Linked DNA regions of Gossypium hirsutum: region 2 is linked to region 1. Evidence: chromatin contacts called from public Hi-C data. All regions are on one chromosome and are shown on one strand. The core of a region is the stretch at or near the end of the contact, and the rest is flanking DNA. Distances in the headings are between cores, read along the strand shown.

What was found. Hi-C and Micro-C count contacts between places; a contact is called where the count stands out from the background.
Region 2: a Hi-C map of leaf shows a contact between it and region 1, with 1.6 times the contacts expected there. The contact joins the promoter of LOC107928097 here to the promoter of LOC107927969 in region 1. A contact is called at or near these places in 2 of 34 Hi-C or Micro-C datasets (both in leaf).

What each region holds. Positions count from the first base shown.
Region 1 is chrA12:7,414,216-7,419,846 of Gossypium_hirsutum_v2.1, forward strand. LOC107927969 (NADH dehydrogenase [ubiquinone] 1 beta subcomplex subunit 9) reads right to left here and starts at 3,194. Exons shown (of 6, transcript XM_016859113.2): 1 at 2,932-3,194; 2 at 2,811-2,852; 3 at 2,453-2,534; 4 at 1,777-1,832; 5 at 1,014-1,086; 6 at 285-554. The coding sequence starts at 3,063. The coding sequence ends at 1,045.
Region 2 is chrA12:7,764,160-7,769,790 of Gossypium_hirsutum_v2.1, forward strand. It overlaps LOC107928097 (probable LRR receptor-like serine/threonine-protein kinase At1g07650), which reads right to left and starts at 2,678. Exons shown (of 24, transcript XM_016859268.2): 1 at 2,391-2,678; 2 at 1,929-2,115; 3 at 1,434-1,505; 4 at 1,273-1,341; 5 at 1,119-1,190; 6 at 955-1,026; 7 at 790-861; 8 at 627-698; 9 at 471-542; 10 at 248-319; 11 at 84-155. The coding sequence starts at 2,529.

The DNA.
Region 1 (5,631 bases), core at 1,944-4,443:
CATATTTGAATCCAATATAATAAACAACTATAGCCAGTACCGCTTCAACTCTTTCTTTTTTTAAATACCCATTAGTTATGCCGGATATGGCACTTCAAAGCCTACTGATACAAAATAAAAACACGTACCAACAGGTTCACTAGGTTCCTACAACTTTTTTCATACTAATTATATCCAGTATGCCCGAAAGCTCATAGGTTGCAACCCTTTGATTCCAACGTCTTCAATGGCACAATGCACAAGTACCCAACGTAGGCATATAGACAAAAGATGCAAACATAAGATTTTGACAAAAAAGGATTCATGATCATAGTATTACTTTGCAAATGTCAACAACCATTTGGTACTTTCAATCTGAGCAATGATCTCATATCGTAAACCAGACACAACACTTAAGTCAAAAGGAGCATCAACATTAATGTTATTAAAGCTTCATCACGTTTCACTGGGATGAATACAAAGGAGTTGCTGCCAAGAGCGTATGAATAGTTCCGTGATTTTGGCTAAACGATTGTTGAATCCTTGCGTTGGAATCCCTCAAGGAGTCTCTAGACCTGAATCAACCAAAAATTGGAAAGTTTTAGCATCACAAAAAATAACAAAATGTTCAAAGCATCTAGTACCTACGTGATTTGACATGGCATTTTCTTAACAGAGGATGCTTTGGTAGAAGATTGGATCCTTAGTGCAAATATCATTCAAATTTGAAAAGATACTAACATGTCGAGTATCATTTATTTCGAGACAAGAACACACTAATCACTCCCTAAATAAACTAAATGATTTCAGGAGAGTGTATCTCGAAAAACCTTGAAATTATTTTCACAATAACACCCTGCTAATACATTTTTGCATGTATGTATTTTCAATATAAATCCAAGAGATTATCGCAACTAAACTTCTAAAGAAAAGCGCAACCAACCAGTGGCAAGTTGTAAGACACAAACCAAAACTTTGACAAGGGAATTATACAAAGAACAAAGAAAACCTAAATAACAAAGTAAATGGCTAACCTTTATTTGTTGGGGTAGAAAAGATCATGTTTTAATCATTTTCTTCTTTACCATAATCATATAAAATCTCAATCTGCATCAAGAATGAAATATCAGAACTGGATAAAAATTTAAAAAGCAATTAAATCAATCAGGAATTTTACTAATAGTTGCTTGAAAGCTCCTAAAAGGATCTAGGTCAGGTAGCTAAGCAACAGGGTAGAAACTCCATTACAGGACAAGATGAACACTCCTGTTCCCTTCACCCTATCTTTCTCCAGCAATTAGATCATTTTTTGACACCTACCGAGATAAATAATATACTCAAAGGAAGAAATGATTCTAAAATAGTAGGAAGAAAGAAGCTATCTGCTATAGAGAAACAAAACAAAGACAAGTGAAGAGGATTCTCTAATTACTTTTCTTCTAATCTGCAGCATGATGGGTTGATAATCACTATGAACATTGGATAGCCGTAGAGAAGGCCAATGGACAGAACAGAACAGTGCGGTATGTGAGAGGTGCAATCTCAATTTTCTCCAGCTAAAATACTGGATTTTTTAGATACCATGAACAAAGAAGAAACAAAAATAAGTGGATGTCTACTCTAAAAGCAAGAAAAGGATAGCTTACATTCATAAAGGTAGACACATGAATACTCCAAAAAAATAAAAATAAGAATGCATAGAATACAACAAGAATTGCAGACAAGTGAGGAAACATGCGAAAACAAAGAAATAGCATATTTGTTGGCAAATGGCAAGAACGGAACTAAAAGAATTACCCCAGATGGCGGGACAGGGTTTCGAGTGAACTTGGAACCACCAGGAGCCCAAGGAACTGCAAATGGAATTAAGATGTTAAGCTTCAAACCACATAACAGGTTTAAAACTGGAAAGTTAGCAACTTATAAGGAAATCGCAGTCAATCAGTCAAGTGTCACAACAAGAGCAAGACTTAACAGTAAGAACCAAGTACTTTTTACCAAATACAAGAATGTAAGTAGATGGCACCAAGCAAGGAGAGGTGAAGTACCATAGTACTAGTTTGGTAGCAATTCTCTTCACCTAAATACCTTGTTTCTCACAGTCAATGAAAATTCACTGGTAATAACCAAACTATTATTTATCTGAGATGGAATCAAAATCCTAACAAAGAGTAAATGAGTTACCATAAAAAATTCATCCTATTGTCAATTTTTTGAGCCATTTTCCTCTCAGTTGTTGCACAAGAACTTCAAAAGAACACACACGTATATATACAAAAATTCCTTCCACGCGAGAACTATTGAGATGACATAGACATTCGATTTCCAATACACTAACTCTGCCTTTGGTAATATGCATGTATCTTAGAGACCAAGTGTATGCATCAGAAAAAGAAAAGTTTCATATCCCATTACTTCAAACAGAAGTTCTCTTATAAAACCAACAACATTGAACATACTATTGTAATCTTACCAATATAAGGATCAGGATGCCGCCACTTATTATAGGTTGCTTCACCTGCAGCTATCATTTTGTCGATTGTGTCAAGATCTTCCTGCAAAAACCCAAATTATACAAAGCAACATCATCAAAGATACTTAGTGAAAAGCCAAAACAACCGCAAAGTTAAACCATTAAAAATATAATCACCATTTACATGAGTCCTTAATAAGTTCAATGCAGAAATTCAATGAGATCATTTTGTCATAATAGAAACAGAAAAACAGAACACCCAGTAGGTAAATCTTCATACAATTTATCACTGAATATGATTAATTAAAAAAAAAAGAGGATGATATAATGTGAAAATGGGAAAGGAATGAAGACGAACCACATGCTTGTTGGCTTCGAATTTTTCGCGAAGATCAGAGGCCTACAAAAAAGAAACTTAAAATCAAAGAATCGATCAATTAAGAAAGAAAAAAAAATGAGGGGAAAGATCTGAGAGATACATCTTGATAGAAGAGGTGGCGATGGACGGCCCAATTGAGGGTATCTTTGAGGGCACGGCGGTAGAGAATCCGAACCCTCTCTTTCTGAGCTGCTCTTCGAGCTAAATACGCTGCCGTCGTGGCTCCGCTCATTTCGGCTGCTTTTGCTTTTTCCCAGATTCTGGACTCTTCTTTCTCTGGCTCTTCCTACGCTGTTCCTGGTAGGGGAAGTGTTGATGTAAGACTGTACACACGGACTCATTAATTTTGAAACGACACCGTTTAACGTTTAACGTTTAAAGTAAAAGGGATTTAGCTGGTAATTTGTGTTAATTTTTGAGACTTTTTCTTAATTTGTTATTTAAGTTTTTTTCCATTTAGTACCTGAATTTGATTTTTTTTACTAATTTGATACTTAAATTTTTTTAATTCAATTAGATATTTAAATTTGACACTTTTTTTTTAATTTGGTATCTAAACTTATTAATTGTTATATAAATTACCAAAAACATTAACTATGTTACTTTTTTTTATAAGGGTATAGAAATAACTAATGCATGACTGATATGTGACACATAAAATGAAATTTAATGACAATAATAATTACATTTATTTGGAGTTTCCACTGATTTTCTAAATTATATGCTCGAATTTTACTTTTCATTAGGGTTAAGATTATTTTAAATAATTTAAAAGGGATCGCATGCTTAAATCATTGTTTGGTTTTCAAAAAGCTTTCAATTCCACAAAAATATCATCAGTATTAGAGGAAATCTAAGTTAAAAAATTGTACTTTGAGCTATACATGAAGAATGATTGAAGAAGAAAATTAGAGTTTAAAAAATCTAAAATAAAAGATACTCATTGTATTAAAATAAAAGAAATAAAATAAAAGTAATTGAACTTTTAGAATGCCAAAAAATATTTCATGTCATCCCTCGTATATCAATTATATATTAATTATTTTGTTACCTTGTAAGAAAATTATATTGTTAGCATATTAGAGTAATTTGTATAACGTATGACAAGTTTAGATAACAATTTGGACCAAAAAATATAGCTATCAAATTTTTAAAAAAATCAATTTCAAGTACTAAATATTATATTTATTCAAAAGATAAATACATATAAATCGATTTTTCTTCTTGCACATTAAAATTGTAATTTATTATAATCATATATTAAGAATTTAATGTGGGTCAGGTGAATACATTGTCACATCCCGAAAATCGGGTTAGAAGAAATTGGGTTAGTGAAATCAAAAGTGGTCACGCCCTATTTTGAATAAAGGTTGTGAAAATTATGTAAAGTAATTTGTTCTGATTCAGTGGTTAAGAGATGTGAGTAGTGTGTGTAAGGTTCTGAGTTTAAATCATTTCCCTTGAATTTTTGCAAAATCTCAATCTTTGAACCTCTGATTTATAAATTATTTTTGCTCAACTAATATTAAGAATGAGTTTGTTGGTTTAGTGACAAGACTTCAACTTACTCTTTAGTCTTGTGTTTGAATTCTTGCGTATGCAAAGTGAATTATTTTTTGTTTTAAACTCCGAGAAAAAAAATTTGATGTGATTAGTTAGTGGGGTAGTTTTAAAAAAAAGGTGACGAGGGATTTTCCTAATTTTTCTCCCTCAACCGACTATTTCTCACTCTCCACTCTTCCATTTTCTTTTCTTTTCTTTTCTTCTGTTTTTTTCTATTATTCCTTTGCAACCTTTAATCTTTTCTTTTTGATCAATTATGCTTGTATTTTGTCGTTGTTCTGTTGTTTTTCATGCCTAGTTTTTGGATTTTGTTCTTTGGTGAGTGATTTGGGCTTCCGAAATTGTGGTAAGTGATGTATAAGTATGGTCTTCTTTGCCATTGTTGTTATTAGTAAAAAAAATGTTCTTTTGGTAAGGTTTTATTCGAGGAATTCTTGTTGGCTCGATTGCTCTTTGATGATTTCTTTTGGGGGTTTCTGTTAAGGGAGGATCTCGAGCTACATAAATCTCTTTCGACTAATTGAGTACCTTAGTAATTGCTTTCTAGGTAAGGGCTGGTTTTTCTAGCGTTTTTAGTTGAATGAATGTTTTGAGTTCGTTGAAATTGTATTAGTTTACTTGATATTTTGGTGTTGTAATAGGAGTTGGTAGTGTTGCTTTTAAGTCGACATCGGAAAACAATCAAGTGTGTGTTTTTAACTCGAAACCCCCGCGAATAAATCTGGAAAATTTGGAAAAAAACCCAAGGAATTTAAAATTGTTCCTTGTCACACGGTTGTGTGATAGGTCGTGTGGCAGACCATATGCGTCACACAACCGTGTGACTGGACATGTGGGGGAACACGAGCGTGTACGATTACACGGTCAAATTAGGTAGGCCGTGTGGAGCACACGGGTGTGTGCAATTACACGGGCAAATCAGGTAGGTCGTGTGGGACACACAAGCGTGTGAAATCACATAGGCAGGATAGGGAACCAATGTGGGCCACATGGGCTGGTCATCTGGGTCGTGTGAAACCACACGGCGTGTGGCCCATTTTTCTAAAATTTTCATTTAGGGTTGATTTAATCTATAATTTGTAATTAAACCCTCCATGGGGTCCATTTTGCTTTAAAAAACTCGAAATGATGTATATGTGTTGTTATGTTCAGTATGTGAGTTACATGTATAATATATGTGTCAATAATTTTTGAAATCATGACTATTTTTTGTAAAGCATGTATGACATTTGTATTC
Region 2 (5,631 bases), core at 1,428-3,927, 350 kb after region 1:
AACCTTTTCCGCAAATCCACACAATTGCTCCTAGTACTGAATTAAATACTGAAAAATGAGATGAATAAGAACAGAAAAATTACAAAATTTGCATTCCCGAAAGTTCCCATATGTAATCAGGGATTGGTCCAGATATGTTGCAGCTACGTAATATCCTGCGTTATGAGCCCCCATCATGTCAGCACAATTATAAAAAATAGGGATTAATATGACCTTGAAGAATTTTGCAAGCCTTGGAATGACTTACAATCTATACATGTTTTTCATATTTTTTAAGTTCGGAAACTTTGAACCCTCTCCAGGTAAGTCACTGATCCTTCTGAAATATATAGCATTATAAAGAGTTGTTAAAATAGAAAAGGACCCCAATTCAATAATTTTAGCATCTACATTGTAATGAACCCAGATTACGTTAAATCATTAATAGAAATGAAGGGCTACAAAATCTAAAGGGATCAAGACAAACTCACAGTTCCACTAAGTTATGCAAGAGTGCTAAGCTTGAAGGAATTGGCCCTTCAAAACCACTAGCTTGAATCTCTCTGTCAGCAAAAGAATTCAAATCATCACCAAAAAACTTTCAATAAAGAGCTATAGAGAAGCTGTTGAGACAGAAAGGTGCTTACAATTTCTCAAGTTGCTTCCAACTTTGAAAAATGTCGGGCATCTTACCAGAGAAATTGTTACTGCTAATCCTACTGCATATACCATGCATAAAAGCAGGGTATTAACAAATCCATCCTTATTAACAGTAAACACTAGATAGTGTTGAAAAGTGAAAACACTTACAGTTCTTTTATATTAGACAGATTAGCCAGGAATGAGGGAAACTTCCCGATGAGATAGTTAGCACTAAGAGTACTGAATTCAGGAAAGAGGCAAAATCAGGCCAACCATAGAGAAGTAGACTGATAAGTCATGCACGAATATCTAAAAGCGAAAAGAAAGGCTAACAGGTTTTCCAGGTTGACCAATTTCCCAAACTCGGGAAGAATAGTTCCAGAAAACAGGTTGTTCTCCAGGCTCCTGAAAATATAATACTAAAAGAAACGTTATAATGCATTTAAGGAAAAAGGAAAGAAATAATGCTAAAGTAAACATAGGCAAGCGAGGCATACAGATATTTTAGAGAGGTTATGTTTCCTAAATAGCTTGGAATTGGCCCCGATAAGCGGTTCATAGCAACATTCCTGAAATGTATCCATTGCTGTCAGTTGAATGAAAATAAGCTTCTTCTGAACAGGATAAACATGAAATGCGCTAGTAGCTTACAGTGTCTCCAACTTCAGAGCAGCCCATTCACGTGGTATTGTGCCATTAAGATAGTTCAGATATAGTACCCTAAAAGCAACAGAAAAAGGAGTTATAAAGAAAGATAGAAGCTTATTTGCTGGGTAAAGAGTCAAATCATCAGTTGTATCCTTTTTTCTTACAATACTTTAATATGTGATAGCTTGACAAGTGAGCGTGGTAGAACACCATCAAGATCCTGCCCCAAAAGATAGCTGTTCCAATGAATACAAAGTTTTTAGAAGCATGTCAAATTCAAAATTCCAGATATATTTTCTCTCACACAATAGTTAGGAGAGAAATTTTTGTTGCAGAAAAAGAATTCAAAGACCCCTTTCAGTGATAGAAAATGACAGTGTTGATATTATATAATGACTGAGATGATTAATTAGGATAAACTTGTATCCGAATTAGAAGCCATACTCATAGAGCCATTCATCTTGAATGAGGCACACCCTTACTCTATTTGCCTATGGTAATAATTTCATAGTGCTAAAATCAAAATGGACAATTCAAGCAAAGCAAATCACTGATACAGAAATCAAAGTTAACATACTGAAAATAAAAAGAAAGAGGGCTGTCTATTGTTAAGGAAATTAAAATAAGCATCAATTTTATTATGATCAGTAAGGACTTACATGCCATCAATATGACATTCACCATTGGGGAAGGAGCAATTGCAGGTGACAGTACTGTTGTTAATGGCCTCTGGCACATTTGGCGGCGGCGGTGGAGTAAACCAACTTGACTTATTGTTGCAAGGGTTTTCATTGTAATTCCAATCCTTCTTCCCAAGTTCTGTTGCTATCTCATGAAGAGCTCTTACTGCAAACCCAGAAAGAAAAGAACAAATCTTTGAGAGGCAATTGGAGGAAGTAGAACTGGGTTGGTACAAATTTACAAGCAAATCACAGGATAATCTACACACTCAAGTACATACTCAAATGAACCAAACCTGCAATTTACTGTTTGGTTGAGATTAGTTAAGAAACAATAAAAAGGAAAGTGGACTGGAACAGAGTATCAGCTAGTAAAGAAATGCTGTTCATCTTTAACACGACCTGAAGCAAGAAAGAAGTTGCAAAGCTGTGCTAACTTACCTTCATAATCTGGAGGATAGGGCGGCTCCACTTGGGCTTCAACTTGGTTTGGTTCCATGCAAATGAGCATCAAGACTGTAAGAATCATGAGCCCAAAGAGTATATTCATGGTTGAAGGATGTGTAGCAAGTCTGCCCATGTTTCTCTTAGTGAAATGAAGCAATCTTCTTTCACCTAAACCAATTTTCTCTTCAAAAGTTAGCTTTTGATGCAGCTCTAAGTAACCAACTTTTGAAGTGTATGAGGAAATTCATGATTTCAATGATGGAAATGTGGAAAAGATAAGTTGGAGAAAAGTCCTATGTCACGTCAAAAAAGGTCCACCGAAGTAAAAAATTACCACTTATTTCCATTTCATAGAAAAAAAAACAAACCCCGAAAGGTACAGCGAAGGTTTATAGTACTAGTAGTAATAAAGTAATAATAAAATTTTATAAAATAAAGTGAGGCCCCACTTTTTATTGTAAAGGAGAAGAACCAATTATGACATGCCTATAGTTTATGAATTGTCCACTAGTTAAGGTTTGGAAAAATAATAAATAGAAATAGAATTGAGATGTAAACTACACTAGACAGACCATTGATGGCCAAATTTTTCTTTTAGTCTTTGTCTGTGTTACATCACATTTTTTATGCTTTTAGGATTAAATAAGTTCATACTTCACCGGTTTGACATTGACCCTACCTGACTCATCAGTTGACCGAAACCCCAGTCATTAAAAACAAAACCCTCCCCGAATTTATTTAGACCAGAGTATTTGAGTAACGTCGATACATATTAATCAATTTTAAATTAAGATTCTCGAAGATTTGAGAGGAGTCAACAAAATTATTAATATTTTTTTTTGTCATATCACACTTGATCCACATCATCCTATTTAATAATATAATTTCATGTGGAAGAATTTTACATGTTACTTCCCTTTCTCTTCTTTTTTTGGTAGAAAAAAATTACAACTTAAAAATCAAACATTAAGTAAACTTGAAACAATATCCTGATCTATTAATCGCAGTTCTGGTTTCTTATCTCTTCTGAGTTTAACTATTTTATCAGTGATTTCATTATCTTTTATTGGGATATGATGAAGATTTCAGTGACTCAGTGACTTTAAACTCAAAAGAATTCTCCTAATTAAGGCAGAATTAGAACCGTATCGAATTCCTTCATGGATAAGGTTGACCGCTTCAAGATTGTCTCTTTGAATAAGAACTTTCTGAAAGCCACGATCAAGGGCAATTTGCAACCCATCTAGAATGCCCCATAGTTCTGAATCAATAACTTCACAATTACCCAAATACCTCGTGTAGCCAACGATCCTAGCTCCCTTCTGATCTCGCAGAAGTCCTCCTGATGCAGCAAACAAATCATCATATTTGACCGATCCATCAGTGTTCAAATATAACCAACCCTCCAAGGAGTCAGGAGCCAACTCCGTCCGTGAGAGTTTAGTGTCCCTTGCAGTGTAAGCTGAAACATACTAATTCGCCCAGCATAAGGAGGCTTTGATAACCTCATCTGTACTGCAAGAAAGACCTTGAAATAAATGAAGATTCTGATTTTTCCACAAACGCCAAATGATAATCCCGAATAAAGAAGGCCAATTGACTCCACTCCCTAGCTTCACATTCTGCTGATTTCGTAGGTTAAGCTCTAACCAGTCATGAAGAGATCCTGCAAAAAAAACAAAGTGCATAACTGTAGGGACTATCTGCAACCATACTTCCCTTGCCGTTGTGCAATCACGAAGCACATGAAGGATATTCTCATCATTATGACCACAAGTGCTACAAGCAGTGTCAGAACCTAGTCCTCTTCGTATTCTTTCAACATTGGTGAGCAAACGGTGCTTAATAACAAGCCAAATGAACACTCAAACTCTCTGCAGCCCAATATAATTCCAAGGTATCTTCCAAACATCTTTTTTCCCATGCCAAGAAAGCTCACGGAGCTTAATATACGCACTCTTCACAAAAAATGCACCCGATGTAGTTCCCCTCCATATAATTCTATTTAAACCTGAATTAGGTTGAGGTGACGGGATCCCTACAATTTGTTCAATGATGTCTTCAGATAGCCAAAGGCGAAAAAAGTCCAGATTCTAATCTCCATTCTCCGTGACCATATCGCTGAGAGACGGATCCATATCCATATCCAGCAGTTAATGATACGCCCATCCCCAACTGACCAGTGTAAATTTTCCCGTACAAGCGGCCAAATCTTCGATAAAGATCTCCATAGGAAAGAACCTCGTCCCCTTGATAAGGACTTTGGTAGACCGCTTTGAACCCCATATTTGGAACGCAACACCTTGACCCATAAAGAGGAATGGTCAGTCATTAGTTTAAATCCCAGTTTCATTATGAAACAGGTATTATGATCACGAAGAGCCCTTACACCAAGCCCACCATATGCTTTGGGTTGGCATATCGAATCCCAGCTAACTAAGGCAATCTTCTTACAAGAATTAGTGGAGCCCCATATGAATTGTCTAACCATAGCTTCAATTTCATCACACAATCCTTTAGGGATTAACATTGATTGCATAAAGTAGCTCGGGATTGAAAGTAATACCGCTTGAGCTAAAGTGATTCTGCCAGCAAGAGATAGTTGTCGAGCGTCCCAACTGCACAATTTACTTCGCACTTTATCAACAACAAAATGCAAAGTATTATTAGTAACCTTCTCATGAAAGAGAGGCACCCCTAAATATGAACCAAGATTCTGCACCATTTGAAACCCAAGAATTCCTCTGATATGCCTTTGAATGTCTTCATCAACCCCCTTTGGAAACACCATGTTTGACTTCTGAAGATTTATCTTATGTCCCGAAAGGCCACAAAATTTACCTAAAACGTCTTTAATAATTTGTGCCTATTCCTCATTTGCCTGCCTAAAAATAATCAGATCATCTGCAAAAAAGAGATGAGAAAGAGACGGACCTGATCTAGTGAGCTGAACGGGCGACCATCTACCATCATCTATCGCTGCGTGAATACCATGCCCTAGCCATTCCATACAAAGAATAAAAAGATAGGGTGACAAAGGGCATCCTTGACGAATTCCTCTTGTTGGTTTAAACTTTTAGGAAGGCACTCCATTCCAAAGCACCTGCATAATTGAACCAAAAATAGCTGACATAATAACATTACGGAGAAAGTTAGGAATACCTGCAACCTGTAGAGAAGTGTCAATTAAATCCCAGCGAACACGATCAAAGGCCTTCTCAAGATCAATTTTTAT